Linked DNA regions of Mus musculus: region 2 is linked to region 1. A link is a contact called in public Hi-C data. All regions are on one chromosome and are shown on one strand. Each heading gives the region's core, a stretch centred on a gene start, on an enhancer-like site or on the middle of the called end of the contact. The rest is flanking DNA. Distances are from core to core; before and after follow the strand shown.

The links. Hi-C and Micro-C count contacts between places; a contact is called where the count stands out from the background.
Region 2: a contact with region 1 is called in a Hi-C map of group 2 innate lymphoid cells, with 2.9 times the contacts expected there. The contact joins two enhancer-like sites. A contact is called at or near these places in 1 of 39 promoter capture datasets (macrophages), 13 of 484 Hi-C or Micro-C datasets (the G1E-ER4 cell line, the MNK3 cell line, cumulus cells and 9 more), 3 of 115 datasets of contacts at active chromatin or transcription factors (a beta-TC-6 cell line and embryonic stem cells) and 4 of 9 other capture datasets (adipose tissue, embryonic stem cells, liver and 1 more).

What each region holds. Positions count from the first base shown.
Region 1 is chr3:58,589,263-58,596,720 of GRCm38.p6, forward strand. It overlaps Selenot (selenoprotein T), which reads left to right. Exons shown (of 6, transcript NM_001040396.3): 5 at 905-1,058; 6 at 1,433-4,282. The coding sequence ends at 1,029. Among named protein-coding and RNA genes, the nearest start is that of Selenot, 16 kb to the left of the region's middle. Within about 2 kb of position 4,534, at least 13 of the 459 cell types and tissues checked have an H3K27ac peak or open chromatin away from gene starts, as enhancers often do. A contact at or near this core is called in group 2 innate lymphoid cells, where this site is marked.
Region 2 is chr3:58,640,427-58,647,884 of GRCm38.p6, forward strand. No RefSeq gene overlaps it. Among named protein-coding and RNA genes, the nearest start is that of Erich6, 6.9 kb to the left of the region's middle. Within about 2 kb of position 3,090, at least 3 of the 459 cell types and tissues checked have an H3K27ac peak or open chromatin away from gene starts, as enhancers often do. A contact at or near this core is called in group 2 innate lymphoid cells, where this site is marked.

The DNA.
Region 1 (7,458 bases), core at 3,284-5,783:
CCAAGCCTGGCCATTTTTAAATGGATGAAATTAATACTTGAAACTCAAACTTCTTATGTTTATAACAAAACACTGGAGTTTCGTCAAGGAGAATTTCACAGAAATGTGTTCTCTGACTATGTAATGGGGCTGAGGAAAACTCAGGATCCTCTTAGCACTTGTTCTGAGTGCCATCATTGCGGCCACAGTAACCTTCGTAATGAAGCTTCCCTTGTTACACTTGAGTGTCTAAACAGCTTCCTTAAGCAGGTTCTTTTTCAGGATAATGCCAGTGTATTCAGTGTGAGCAAAGGTCCTGCAAAATCTAATTTGAGTCCCGTGTTTCATACCCTGTTGCCTGTCTAATAGTTATATTTGAACACAACTATACCCAATTTTAAAATGTGTTCCCATCGCTGCTTGCAGGTTGCTGTGCAAGTTGAATGTTACAAACACTATTCCTTAGGTAAAATGTTTCCTTCTTGGTTGTTGCAGTTTTTTTTTTTTTACCCTAATCTAAATTTCTATGCCTCTTCAGTCCCTCTTGTAGAACTCCCTTGTTCATCCTGTTCAGGCCTGTGCTCCTTTCTACTTCCAAACCTTTGCTCTACCTTAGTGACTTATCTTTTTCTTTATTGATCTAGTTTAACTGATGTTCTTTTCTGACCAGTCAGCAAGAGAGGCTGGTATTTATGCTCCTGTAGTGGATGGAACACTCGGGTTTTAATCCCAAGTATAGTTTTGTGGTGACTTGTAATGCCCTTGGAATTTTTTTGCTTCAGTGAAAACCCCCTAAGCAGTACACTGTTGTATCGCTAATTGTGCATGAAACTCAATAAATATTTGTGGGGTTGATGTCTATTGTGGAAGCATCTTTAATGTGTTTTGGGGGTGGGTTTGGGGGCTTGGCTGTTTATTTTTGTAGATGTGCCAGTGTGGTCTAAGCTGGAATCTGGACATCTTCCATCCATGCAACAACTTGTTCAAATTCTTGACAATGAAATGAAACTCAATGTGCATATGGATTCAATCCCACATCATCGATCATAGCCCTACCTATCAGCACCGAAAACTCTTTTGTAAGTAGTTTAACAATGTAGTAGCTATTTATTGATTCCTGTTAATCTTACCACAGATGCTAGAATATGCTATATACTAGTTTAATTTCCTATTTAAAATGAAACAGATAAATATGTCTTTCAGACTCTGACTTTCTAGTAGTCAGAATTGATGTGTTTTTATTACAGTTTGTAGATACATAGCTTCTTCGCACTTTCAAATAATTAGTTCTTAAGCATGTGTATCATTTTTAACATAGTTAAGGTTTATGAGCAAATGTGTAACTGTAAAGAGGGCCGGTTCTCTATTCCATTCTCATCAGTGGGTCACTTCCCAAGGGTTTGTATAAGAGTGACTACTGAAATACGCTATTCTTTTTTTCTATCTGTTTCAGACACTAAGGGATTTTGCAAGAGCAGCGTGACTGACATTATGAAGGCCTGTACTGAAGACAGCAAGCTGTTAGTACAGACCAGATGTTTCTTGGCAGGCTCGTTGTACCTCTTGGAAAACCTCAGTGCAAGACAGTTTTCCATGCTGGCCCATGCTGAATTCTGCACATACATGTAGTGCAGTGATCCTGTGTAGCTTCCCCAGCCCACTGGTCATAGTTTCTTCTTGACACAGCATTACTACTTGTAATTCTTTTCTTGGTCATGTGTGAGAAAGCACAGCATTGAGTTATAACTTGAGTTTTTTTCAACATGTGTGTTAAGTCGGTTGTGTTTTTATATGAATTTTCATTTTTTTTTTAAATAGTCAAACATCAGTTTTCTTGGGGCAACACCTGAAGTTCCCAAATAATTTTTAAGAGGTTCTCGGATAGCTCTAATTGGCCATGGTTAATACATAGTTTTGAAAACATTGCAGATTGTGAACAGTAAATTATACAGGATTATGGAGAGGAAATCCAATATCCAGAATACTCTACTCTGTGTGTGTGTGTGTGTGTGTGTGTGTGTGTGTGTGTGTGTGAGAGAGAGAGGGGGGGGGTGGGGTGGGGTGGGGGAAGATTATCAAGAACAGCAAAACCAACTACTTTAAAAATCCTATTGTGTAGTTCAAATGTCTTGCCGTGACCAATCTAATGAATTAATTAATGGGCCCTTTATACTAAACTAATTTAAACTGAGCAGATGTTAAGTTAAATGAAAGTTTACTGCTCAGTGCCTCTCTTAGCATTATTTTTAACAACCATCTGCCTAAGTTTTTTGTTTTTGACTTACAGATAATCTCATAAAGAACATACTTTAGATTCACACATAAGTAATGAGCTAATTTACTGTTTTTAGAACGGTTGAAACTCACCTCACTAAAGAAAAATTCAGCGAAACCTCTTTACAAAGTGTATTATGTAAACAGAGATCATTTGTCTAGTAATTGAATTATCTTAACATCATATATCAGAATTTTATTGTATTTGAAAGACAAAATTAAAAATATTTTTAATGTTTTCATATTGTTCCAGAGTTCTAAAGAGAAATTTAGAGTTGATAAAGACAATAAGAATGATTTCTCAGAAATAGAGCATAATTTTGAATAGCAGTTACATAGCAGCTGTGGCAACAGAAAGGGATTAAGTGGAAGAGCCAAATGTAATCCTGGACTTGTGAGTGGAAGTTATGAGCTGAGGGAAGGAACTGCAATGGGAGACTTGATGTTGATGCCACCTGACTCTTAGATGTTGAGAGCAGCTTGACTACTGGACACACACTGAGTGCATTCAGGCAATGCCTCTTACAGCCTAAAGTGGAATCTACTGTGATCTTCAGATAGCAGGAAGATAGTCTAGTGATGGAATGTTACCCTTTTGACTAGTATCATAGCACTGCTAGCCTAGGTTCTTTTGGTAATAGACATTGTAATTTAAACGGAAAGTTCCATATATATGTATATATTGACTAGATCTTAAAACCTTGCTAATATGGTTGCCTACCACTTCAGACTCCACATCTTGCAAAGTTTAACATCGGAGGGGCCTTTCTTCAAGTAATAGGCATTCCATTTGTGATGCAGTTAGCTTTATGGCACATAGACATTCATAATTTGAGCCATGGATGTTCATGTGTACTTGACAGGTCAAACTATGAAGGACAATGTCAAATCTAACTTTCTCCATGTATGCCTTAGGTTGAATTTGTTTCCAAGTTAATAGCTTTTACTGGCTTAGACATTCACACTCATCTCTGTTTTATTTTATGCTTAGTCATATTTAAATCCAGAATTTAATAGTCTACTAGACAGATAAATGAGATGCATGAATATAAAAATATATAAGGGAAAGGAGATGGTAAACTATTTATAACTTTATTATATTACTAACATTTCAAAGTTTATTAGTTGCTTATAAATTGTATAGTTACAAAATGTCTGTGCTCCATTAATCAGAAGATCGCAACGTATCAGCAGGCTGGCTAATTTTACTGGTGTTTTCAACACAGTTGCTATTGTGGAAGGTTTTTTGCATTAATTAAAAAGTTGGTAAAACCTGGCTTTTACCTCAGCGTGTCAGATGTAGAGAACACGTGCTCTCAGTGTGTGAGTGGCAGTGGCTGTGCACTCGCATTCGTGACAGCTGCTCAGCCTGAACAGCTGTGCAATGCGGTGAGCTCCAGTCATGGTTCATTCTTACTTCAGAGCTTTAGTAGTTTGGAAGTTTGACTGACTGGCACATTCTATCATTGTCATAACTTAAATAATTCAGTTAAAATTTTTTAAAACATGATTTGATATTTAGGGCTTTTCTTTTTTAAAAAATGAGAAGCAAGTAAAGAATTGTAAAGATTTGGGACTTCTTTGTGGCATTGTGAAATAAATAAGCCAATGTGAAAGGAACCCTGCTTTGTGAAAATGATTCTGTCCTAGTGTACTTTATGTAGCAGATGTGTTGAGGGGATTCTGCACTGTAAAGGCTGTCATCCAGTGAATGGTGTTTGCTTTCTCGGGCATCTTAAGCCAACCAGTTTGTTTAACACCTATTTCTGACTCTAAATCTTACCTGTTTTAGAACTTAAAGTTGTTTTCCTAAGCTTTATAATTTGCAGGTACAGTACTGAGCCATTGACAGTGTTGTGATTTATTCTTGTCTGGAACATAAAGGAATAACATACGTTGTCCCATCTTAAGTTTTCCTGAGAAATGTATGTATTAACACACCCAAATCTAAAGAGAAAACGACCACTTTTCTTGTCTTGACCAGCAAGTAATTAATTCTAGAAGAAAATAAAGATCACTTGGTTTTTAATTAAGCCAATACTTAACTTTCCCAGAAATGGGAGATTCCCTGTCTCTTCCACCTCTTTGAGAAAAGTGGAAATCAGTAAATATTTACGTAACAGAATGAACAGCCAGATCCAGCTTTGAAACTATCTCAGAGAAAAACACAAGTAGTTTCAGATGTAGAATGAAGACTGAAAGCCTTGCCTTCTGTACCAAAGCTAGCAGGGTGCTTTGCTTTTGTTAACCGCGGTGCCTGCGGTGTCTTCCCCAGACTGCCCTTTCAGTTTCTGCATAAACATTACCAGGACAGAGGCCAGCTGCTTATCTCTGGAGATTCTGAAACTGAGCCCAATAATTTGCATTTCTTGGTAAGATTCAAGATACCGTTGATTATCTGTCCAAGCTACTCTGAGCAGCATTGTACTCCAAGGTCATAATTCAGCCCAGAAAAAAAACTGGAAAATTTGCTTCCTTTTGTTTTTTTCTTTCCCAGAAACACTTAAGTCATTTGGTAAAATAGTAACTCAAATAAAGAATGACAGGAGAGGTGATGTTTCTTAAAAGGGTTGCCCCAGTTGGTATTTTGTGACTGCAGCATATCCTTTCCTATGGAAATAACATTTGAAACTAGTTTTTGAAAGAATATTAAAATTAAAATTCGAATGCTGGGTGTGGTGGCGCACGCCTTTAGTCCTAGCACTCTTGGGAGGCAGAGGCAGGCGAATTTCTGAGTTCGAGGCCAGCCCTGTCTACAAAGTGAGTTCCAGGACAGCCAGGGCTATACAGAGAAACCCTGTCTCAAACCCCCCCCCCAAAATAAAATAAAATAAAATAAAATTAGAAACACTAATATTTGAAAGATTAAAAATAGGAATCTTTTTTGATGGATTCATTTTAAAAGTGTATAAACTGTCAACATGACTGCTCCATGGTATAGTCAAGGGGAAGGTTTTTATTATAGATACAAAAAAGAGAGCAGCCAGAGGCATCTGGAGTAGTCTAGAGCAGAAAGAGGTAAGTAGACTGAACATAGATAGCCAGGGCTATCTTCCATAGTGGGGAGAATATCAAGGGATAGAGAATAGAGAAGACGTGAGAAAAGCAGAGGGGGTGGGGGAGGGGAGAGCACAGTGAGAAGCCCAGGGTATTAGAATGAGTAGTTAGGGGAGCTGCAGAGAGTTAGGGTGAGAAGGAGGTGAGGAAGGTAGCTCAAACTTCATGCTTTGATATACTGGGTGCTGGGAGGCAGGCGGCGGATTTGGCGGAGCTTTGGGGGGAGGGGGTGGGGTGGGGGAAGAAACTTGGTCTTGTGAGAGTATAAGTTGCTTAATATACTGTCCTGTCCTCTGTCCTGGCTCTTAAGTTGCTCTGAGGCCAGAAGCCAATGGCTTCAGGTAAGTTAACACCGTATTGTTAAACAGTGGGGGTATGGGCTGGATCCATGGCTCAGCAGTTAAGAGCACTGACTGCTCTTCCAGAGGTCCTGAGTTCAATTCCTAGCAACCACGTGTTGGCTGACAATCATTTGTAATGAATCTGATGTCCTCTTCAGGTGTGTCTGAAGGCAGCTACAGTGTACTCATATGCATTAAATAAATCTTTTAAAAAATAGTTTGAAAAAAAAAATCTACAGATTAAGTAAAGGATTAATTGCTAGTTCTCCTTTCTCTCGCCCAGAAGCCCTTCTTGCTGACCAGGCAAGAGGGAGGTTTGGAGCAATTAACTTCTATTGAACCAGGAGAAGAGAGTCAAACTCGCATAAAGAAAAACTTCTACACAAGCAAATATTGCATAAACATGTACATTCATACACACATACTCATACACCCTCATACATTCCTGTTGGGCCTGTCCACTCGTCTCATCAACTTATATACTTACACCTATACTTAACATGTGTATATATTTTTTTGATGGATGGAGCAAAAGCTTTCATGAGCAGTTTCATTGAGCAAGTGCCAATGCAAACAGAACTCTCTCATTCTGGATGAAAACTAAGCTTTAACCTTTATTGCATAGAGAAAAAAAGCATCTACTTTTCTATTGAGTATGAAACCCTTGTCCTCATCAGTGAGAAGAGACCTGCTGTTAAAGAGAAAGAAGCAACCTGCGTGCTCCTCTGCTTGTATTCTCTGTTCTGTGCTCTATCCTGCCCCACTTCTCTCTCCTCAGTCAGCTCTTTTTTTTTTTTTTTTTTAAATTCTGCTCTGTTCTGTCTCTGCTTCTGCTTTGCTTTTCCTCTCCTCTTCAATTTTCCTGCCTTCTTAATTCTACTCTCTTTGTCTTTCCTCCTCTGCTCAGCTCCTCATCTCTGATGCCTCTATCCTGACTGTCTTAGGAGAATAGATCACAGGATATTCCAAGCATCCACTTTCTTTTTTAAACATTCACAAGAAGTTCAAACAAGTTCAAATCATAAATTGAATAAGGAGCTATAACATGTTTACATGTGTTTCCGTTAATACTAGTCATCTAACTAGACATAATCTGTCACATGCTCCACAGGTTGGCTCATTGAGAGTCTAAAACTTAAGTTAGCACTTAAGTTTTATATAGATAAACTCAGTCAATATTTCACCTTCTGTCCTTGACACTTACAAAAATCTGTTCATTTCCAGTTGATGGCCTTTAGTTAATGGTTTTACTGTCTAAAGGAATGTATTCTAAATTGTGAATCTGCTTTCTATTTAGTGTAGTTAGCCCATGACACATAAAGACTTGCAGAATCCTAATTGCAGTATTCATACTACAGAGGATCCTAATAGGAGACCTTTTTATAAAGGGCTTAATAATTATTAGTATAAATTTAGGAATTCTTAAAGAATCTTAAGAATTGAATCTATTTGTTTATATATCATTATTGTAAGGCAATACATCTGCATTGATCTGCAGAAAATCTGCCCAATAGGTGGGCTAATGCCCAGGGATTGTTAATATTAATTTAATAATGACAGGGAAGGCATACCAATAGCAGGAATCAATCCTGAGGGGCTAGAGAGATGGCTCAGTGGTTAAGAGCACTGACTATACTTCCAGAGGTCCTGAGTTCAATTCCCAGCAACACATGGTGGCTCACAACCATCTGTAATAGAATCTGATGTCCTTTTCTGATTTGTCTGAAGACAGCTACAGTGTACTCACAAACATAAAATTATGCTTTTTTGGTCCTTAGCTCTAAACGCTTATTCATTGAAGTTCATG
Region 2 (7,458 bases), core at 1,840-4,339, 50 kb after region 1:
GATACTTTCAATTGTCTTTGGACTGACTGTCTCTGGAGTAATAAAGAAATACGTACTCTTTGCCCTAGCTGATGCCAGTAGCTGCAGGGTTACTTAGTCCATGGGCTTACTCATGGACTAAGCACACTGAGTGTAATTTGTTCACATAAAAGTAGTTGTTGGGTGTAACACCACTGGCATTGTCCCACACAAGTTCTTTCACTGAAAAGGGACCTCATGACAATTACTATGTTGGAATGGCATAAGTTCTATGGATAACAATAAAGTCTGTTTAGGAGACGGGTGCAGAGTCATGAGCAAGGATTCTTTCCCCCCACCCCTCCCCGCACAGGTGGCTGATAGCAGAGGCTATCAGGTTTACTGGGCACCTCTGGAAGGCTTACAGGCTGCTTCGATCAGGGAACAAGGAACTGGATAATGACGTAGGAATAGTAGCAGAAACAGGGAGAGTTTATTAGAAAATGATACATTTCCAAAGGAGGAAGTGGGTCTGAACAGGGAGAAAGAATTTATCAGATGGATCCATGTGCACAAAAGGTAAGGACTCTGAAGGCCAGCCCGACTCGGCACGGTGTGGCACTGTGTGGCACTGCGTGGCACGGCGTGGTACAGCACAGCACAGCACAGCACTATTCAGTATTGCACTGCCCGGCACAGCACAGTGTAGCATGACACAGGCATGCTTCTGCATGCTCCATTACATGTAGTGCTATCCAACTCCATGCATGGAGTATCTCCTTAACATCTTAAATCTTCACTAAGATGTCTCACAGCTATAATGAACCATTCATCACCTTCAGACACTGAAGTGCCAACTGGTGTTTTTCATATGACAGTTTTGTAGCTTTTGAACAAGGCTCTCTGGGTCTCACTGTCTTTTTTGTTTGTTTGTTTGTTTGTTTTCAAGACAGGGTTTCTCTGTGGCCCTGGCTGTCCTGGAACTCACTCTCTCACTCTGTAGACCAGGCTGGCCTCGAACTAGAAATCCGCCTGCCTCTGCCTCCTGAGTGCTGGGATTAATGGCGTGCGCCACCATGTCCGGCCTGGGTCTCACTCTCTTGGTGACCATATAAGACCTTACTAGGTTACTTGAACAAGCCTTGAAGGAAGGGAAGAAGCAGACTCTGGGCCTCACCTGCAAAGATGCAGGAGCAAACATAATTGATGTTTGCTGAGGAGGGCTTTGATTTTTATAAGCCAGGGTCCCTCTGAAAAAGGTATGGCTTATACTTAACAATACCATCCACTAGCTCCCACTAATCCATTTAAATGGTCTCACTGCATTTTGTGGGGCACAGAGACTCAACTAATGGGGAGACCTGACAGAAGGATGTTGTACTAACGCACAAACAAATCTGAAGTGCAGATCCAGGGCACTAAGAAAAGACTATTGGGACTACAGACCCTAACTGAAATTATAATTCACTTGTGATACAAAGAGCATCTATTTCTTTGTTACTGCAAAGACAGCCTAAAGATGACAAACAGAGTTAATTAGGCTTTCAGGTCCAAAGAGTTGAGGCCACAGGGGTAATGCATCTGGGCTTGACGTCAGAACTAAAGACAAGACGTAGATGCAAGAACAGAAAGCAAATGAGTTGAGAAGCAAGTAATTGATCAACTCCAGAACTGTGCTTGCTAGACATGGAGAACTGGCAATATGAGAAGATGGTGGATTGCTATCCTGAAGATCTTTCTTGTAGCTATTAGGCTTCACAGGGAAGAGGGAGGAGGGAGGAGGGAGGAGGGAGGAGGGAGGAGGGAGGAGGGAGGAGGGAGGAGGGAGGAGGGAGGAGGGAATAAAGTCACTCAGTCATTCTGGAGCTGGAAATTGTCCTCTGGTCAGATGATCAGCCTCATTTCTGAGACTTGGATTATTTCTTCCGTCTCTGGATGCCTGGGATCAGGCACTCGCACTTCCCAAAATGCAGAATTTAGTTTCTGCTGATTTCCAAGGGCATATGGGCATATGGGCTGGGAGAGAGGGAAGGTAACTCAGAACAAACATTCCATCAACAGTGTGGGCGTGCTATTAATGACATGCAACGGAGACTTCTTTTGATAATATAGAGTTTCAATATAACTTCCCTGTCATAAGAAGGGAGGCTCCAGGGAGGGGAGAGGGCCAGAAGACTTGAGAGATAGCTATCGTAACAGAAACCATCTTGGAGCTTGGTGAGACTCCTGAGGGGGAAGCCATACTCAGCTGGGGGTTAGCCATCACCTGATATCATCTGCTTGGACTATGTGCAATCCAGAGCTTTGGCTATTATAAAGGGAAGAGATGCTCGTTACAAAAAAAAAAAAAAATTGGTAATGCATTAAAGGGGGTGGAAACCAAAAAAAGAAACCCACCCACAGCTGTCCTGAAGCCAATACTAACATATGCAGATATTTTCTTCCTGTCATCTTTCTCCTTATATTTATATGTAGTGTATATATCTTGCCCCTTCTTGCTTAGTGTGACCTTATAAGTACACTCATATTAATCTTTATGTCATGTACAAGTGCCACAATTTATTTCATCATGCTTTGCATTTGGTTAGAGAATTAGTCAACAAGTATTCAGTTCTGTTCTTCAGACTCAGAGAATACAACAGGGAGCTAGATGGACGAAGCTATTCACTTCTTGAATCCTATATTCTGGAATGGGGTGAAGCAGGAGACACATCATTAGCTCTATCTGTGAGATAACTACTGTGTGCTACTGTAAGACACTAGGTTTGCCCTTAATGTTTTATGTGTGGCAACTTGTTAAAAGCAGTCACAGAAAGCCAGTGTACCAAGCTCATGTTCATTGCAGGGGTTCCTATGCTGGCCCATCATCCCTCAGTACTTTGAACAGCTGGAACATCCTCACTTAGACCTAAACTCAAACATCCCCTCATGGGAGCCCCCTGAGGCTTCACCGTATCACGCTCTTTTATTTTGTTTTTTAATGTCTCCTCTAGAGTACCCCTATCCTGTCCTGCTGACCCCCGACCTTAGCCACTTTAAGATTCATTGCAGACTTGTAAGGATAGAATGAGAAGAACCACCCAGTGGGTGGGGACAGTTTGAATACCAAGCTGGCTCACTGTTGTCTTCTCACAGAGCATTGTGAGACAGTGGACTGTGCCAGAAAAGTTGGTAGGTTGGGTGGCTTTAGAGTCCCTGGCACCCAGGCACCCACCTGAGACAGTAGGTGGCTCCCGTTCCCTACCAGATTCCTGGCCTGGAACACGTGTGTTCCTGTGTGTGTGTGCACATGCAAGCATGTGCACGTATAATCATTATATATCATTAGAACTTGCCTTAACATGTATAAAATTTGTCAAGTTATGAACCCATACATTGTATATATCTCTAGATATGTAAGTTACAGTTTAAAAAGATCTTCTGGATTAATCATAAATAGTCCAAGGACACACAGAATCTTTGTGGTTTTGTGAAGATAGCGTGACCATGGAAACCAAGGGACTTAAATTCTAGTTCCTATGCTGCAACTAGTTCACGGGCTTTGGCTATGAAATATGGGGTCATGCTAAGTTTGACCTAAAAACACCATTTAATCTTGCTGATCTATCTGATTTGATGAGGTGCCTACCCCCAGGGTCATTAACATAGGCAAGAGAGTGAGATATCTTCACTTCCTATCTTTGTGGCTCTCACAACATAGCAACAACATAGCAAGCACAAACATACAAACACTCAAGCAGACACTACAGATGATCTGTGCTCTCTGACAGGAAGAACAGCAAAAATTGGTATTGGGGACGCATCCTGGAAATCATAAAAGATAAATAGGTGTTAGGTGGGCAAGGCAGAGATGGAGAAGCACACATCAGGAGGATTATCAGGCTATTTAAGATTGAATACCTGACTTTAAGAAGACAAGACCTCCATAGCAGCTGAACACAGAACTAGATAAAAGGCTTGAGGAACATGGCCCATTCATGCATGCACATCAATAATGGGGCAGTGAGGATGTGAGCACCTCCATACTCCTGAAACACACTCACTGTGCTGCTGGCTTTGGCCTCCTCATTATGCTCACCCTGAGAAATAACACAAGACTATAAGACTTCAGCATACTACCCTTGGAAGCCAGGACCTGCACTATCAACAGTTAGAACAAAGAATGGGATTAAGCTGCGGTGGCATACATATCTGTAATCCCAGCACTCAGAAGAATGAGGGGGGAGGGTTGCAAGTTCAATACCAGCTTCACTTACAAAGTGAGGCTCTGTCTCCAGAAAGTAAATCTGAATCATTTACATAAAAAGAATGAAAATAAAAGGTATAGCCAGGAAACAATAAAAACCCGTTCATATTATACTCTCCATAGGTGCTGTGCCCTAAAGTCTCATAACATTCCCCTGACACATAAAGAGTCTCCAGTCCTTCACTAAATTGTTCATTCTCAGGACACTTGGGACCATGGGTGGACAACATGACAGAGTTCACTGGGAAAGAGCTTGCGACCACACCGCTACTTTCTTCTCATCTATGAATACTCTCAGGTACTCATCACCTACAGCCATTAAACCTCTTTCCTCTACCCTATTACTTATGTTTCTTATTACAGGGAGGTTGTTTAACAAGACACCTGCATGTACAGTCGCCATCCTGTTGTCTGCTCACTGTGAGTCTGGAGACAACCAAAACTAGAAATTGAAGACCTCGTGTTTACTAGGGGGTTGTTCTAGGTTTTCACACACAGTCCTAACTCCTAATGTGGCTTTATTACTTCTGAGGAAATGGTTGGTATTAAATGATATCTTAATTATAGGGCTCTGATCTGATAGGATTGTCTCTTATTTGAAACCCCTCAGTCATGGATTCTTAGCTTCTAGCACTGGGAGAAAAAAAAATTCTTGAAGCCCTTATTTTATGGTGCTCTGTTGGGTTCACGTTCTGCCCCACAGCTGGGGTGTGGGAAACACCAGGGTACTTGGACTGCTTTCACCCTGTGCTGATGCTGTTGGGTGCTGGGCTCCAGCGAAGCGCCGATACACCACTCAGTGGATAGAAAAGCACAGCCTAGAATGTGGGAGACCAAACCTGGGGTTCTCTGACTCCCAGACATCCAGGCATCACTGGGTCAGAGAGTTGGGAACAGAGTTGGGAGCAGGGGTTATTGGAGGGTTGCTGAGAACGACAAGGAGTCTGTGCGCGTGCACACACACACACACACATGCATACACCTATATACTTATAGTGTAACAGGCGCCCTGGCCTCAAAGGTAGCATGTTGGAATGTTACAATCTTGTGTTATTTCTTAAGGTGAGTTGAATGATGAAGCTAAAGCCTGCAGCACAATAACTGTGTTTCAGAAGTATGGGAGGTGGTGTTCACATTTTCACTGCCCCATTATACACACACACACACACACACATACACATATATATACATACACACACACACATACACACACATATATATATACATACACACACACATACACACACACACACACACACACACACATACACACACACATATATATACATACACACACACACATACACACACACACATATATATATACATACACACACACATACACACACACACACACATACACACACACATATATATACATACACACACACACATACACACACATATATATATACATACACACACACATACACACACACACACACACACACATACACACACACATATATATACATACACACACACATACACACACACATATATATATACATACACACACACATACACACACACACACACACACACACACACACACACACACACATATATGCCTCGCCAGTGCAAAGCTATCCACATAGGCTGCCATTCTGAGACTTCCACATAGATGACTCCCATTCCCCTGGTTGGTAAGTGAGCACTGTGCTCGCCAGGTTATAGCAGTTTACCTTTCCTTTTCTCATTGCAGCTTCCTTGGCTGACTAGACTAGGCCAGGCTGAGTCAGTCCGCTGTCTCATGGTTCTGGAATTCCAGTCATCTTCCCTCCATGGTTTGATACCGCTGGGAGCAGTTCTCCCTTTTAAATAGGGTGTGCTGTGTCTGGAGCTACCTGGCATTCTAACCAGATAGAATTTCTAAGAGACACCCCTAGAGGTTTCCAGGTGCTCTGTACAAGCCCTTGGGAAGTCTGTTGCATGGAATGGATGGTCACAAAAGTCCCTCCTCCCTTTGGCACACTCCTTTGTGATAGAACTTTGTCTCTCCTGCCCCCACTTCTCTGCTGGTGAAAGTCCATTAGCAAATCACAAACAGAAGCTGGCCAGCACCTATGCAAAGGGAGGCTTACCCATAAAATACCAGGTGCCAGAGCGGGGACTGATCCCTGGGGGATGAATTCATGTGGAGCAGAGACAAACTATTGCAACTGAGGGTCCTTCAACTGAACAGTGTGCCACCCAGTTGAATGTAAAGGAGACAGATGCTCAGTGCCCACCAGCTAGCCATAGGGATGAGCCAGCTGATCATCAGAACCGCTGAGCTTAACAACAGAAGAGTTGTATACCAGTTAATCAGTTGTCTTGTTTAGATCAATTAATGTCTTGTTTGAAAACAAAAATTTGGGCAAGTTGGCTCTGTAGCAATAGACCTTAGGTCTGTGTCTGGTAGCTCCAATGTCTAGAATCATCTAGATCTCTTCCTGTTGTCTGTTTTTTGCTTGTTTTTGTTCACATAGCTGTACTTCTTTGCACACTTGATTATTTGTCTTACACAACAGATGTTATTGAAAAAAAAAAAAAACACGACCATTTCAGGGCAGCATAGTTAAGAGTCAGAAGGAACACCTGAAAGGAAACGGTCCTCTCCCCTCTCCTTGTCTGATTTCCACCTCTTCCTGGTTGGTGCCCAGGAATTTTGACATAACTGACAAGGTTGTCTTCAAAAGAACTGTATGCCCCATTCAGACAAACTTCCCAAGTGAGGCTGTTAATGATTCGTAAACTATAACTTTTGTCTAACCTACTGGTTACCTATTTATGACTAAACCCCTTTGAGTGATTTATGTCCACTGGGACTCCCTTCTCCACCCAGAGACCTGCACAATGTGCATAAAAGTCTTTCTTCAAGGCTTAAACAGAATAAGAAAAACACTTTTCCTAATATCTCAATTTAGTTCAGATACCATTAAAGCCCCAAAGCATGCAGCTTGCTCCCACTGGGACAGTCAATTCATGGTCTTCTAACATCCAGACATGGCTTTCTACATGTAGGTCTTGTCTTTCTGCTTAATCAATAAGTTTTCTAAGTTTGATCCACTCCAAACTATCTTCAACTTTCATTTCTGGGCAGACTAGCTGCACCCAAGTAGCAGCCTTGCCTGTCTCCAGACTTGTCAGGCCACACTGCAGGAAAACTTTAGCTGCTTTTCCTCCTTCTGGTAGCAATTTGAGGTTGGGGATTACATAATCTTCCTTTGGAGAGAATTATACCTGCTTAGGAAGGCATGTGGGTATATTTA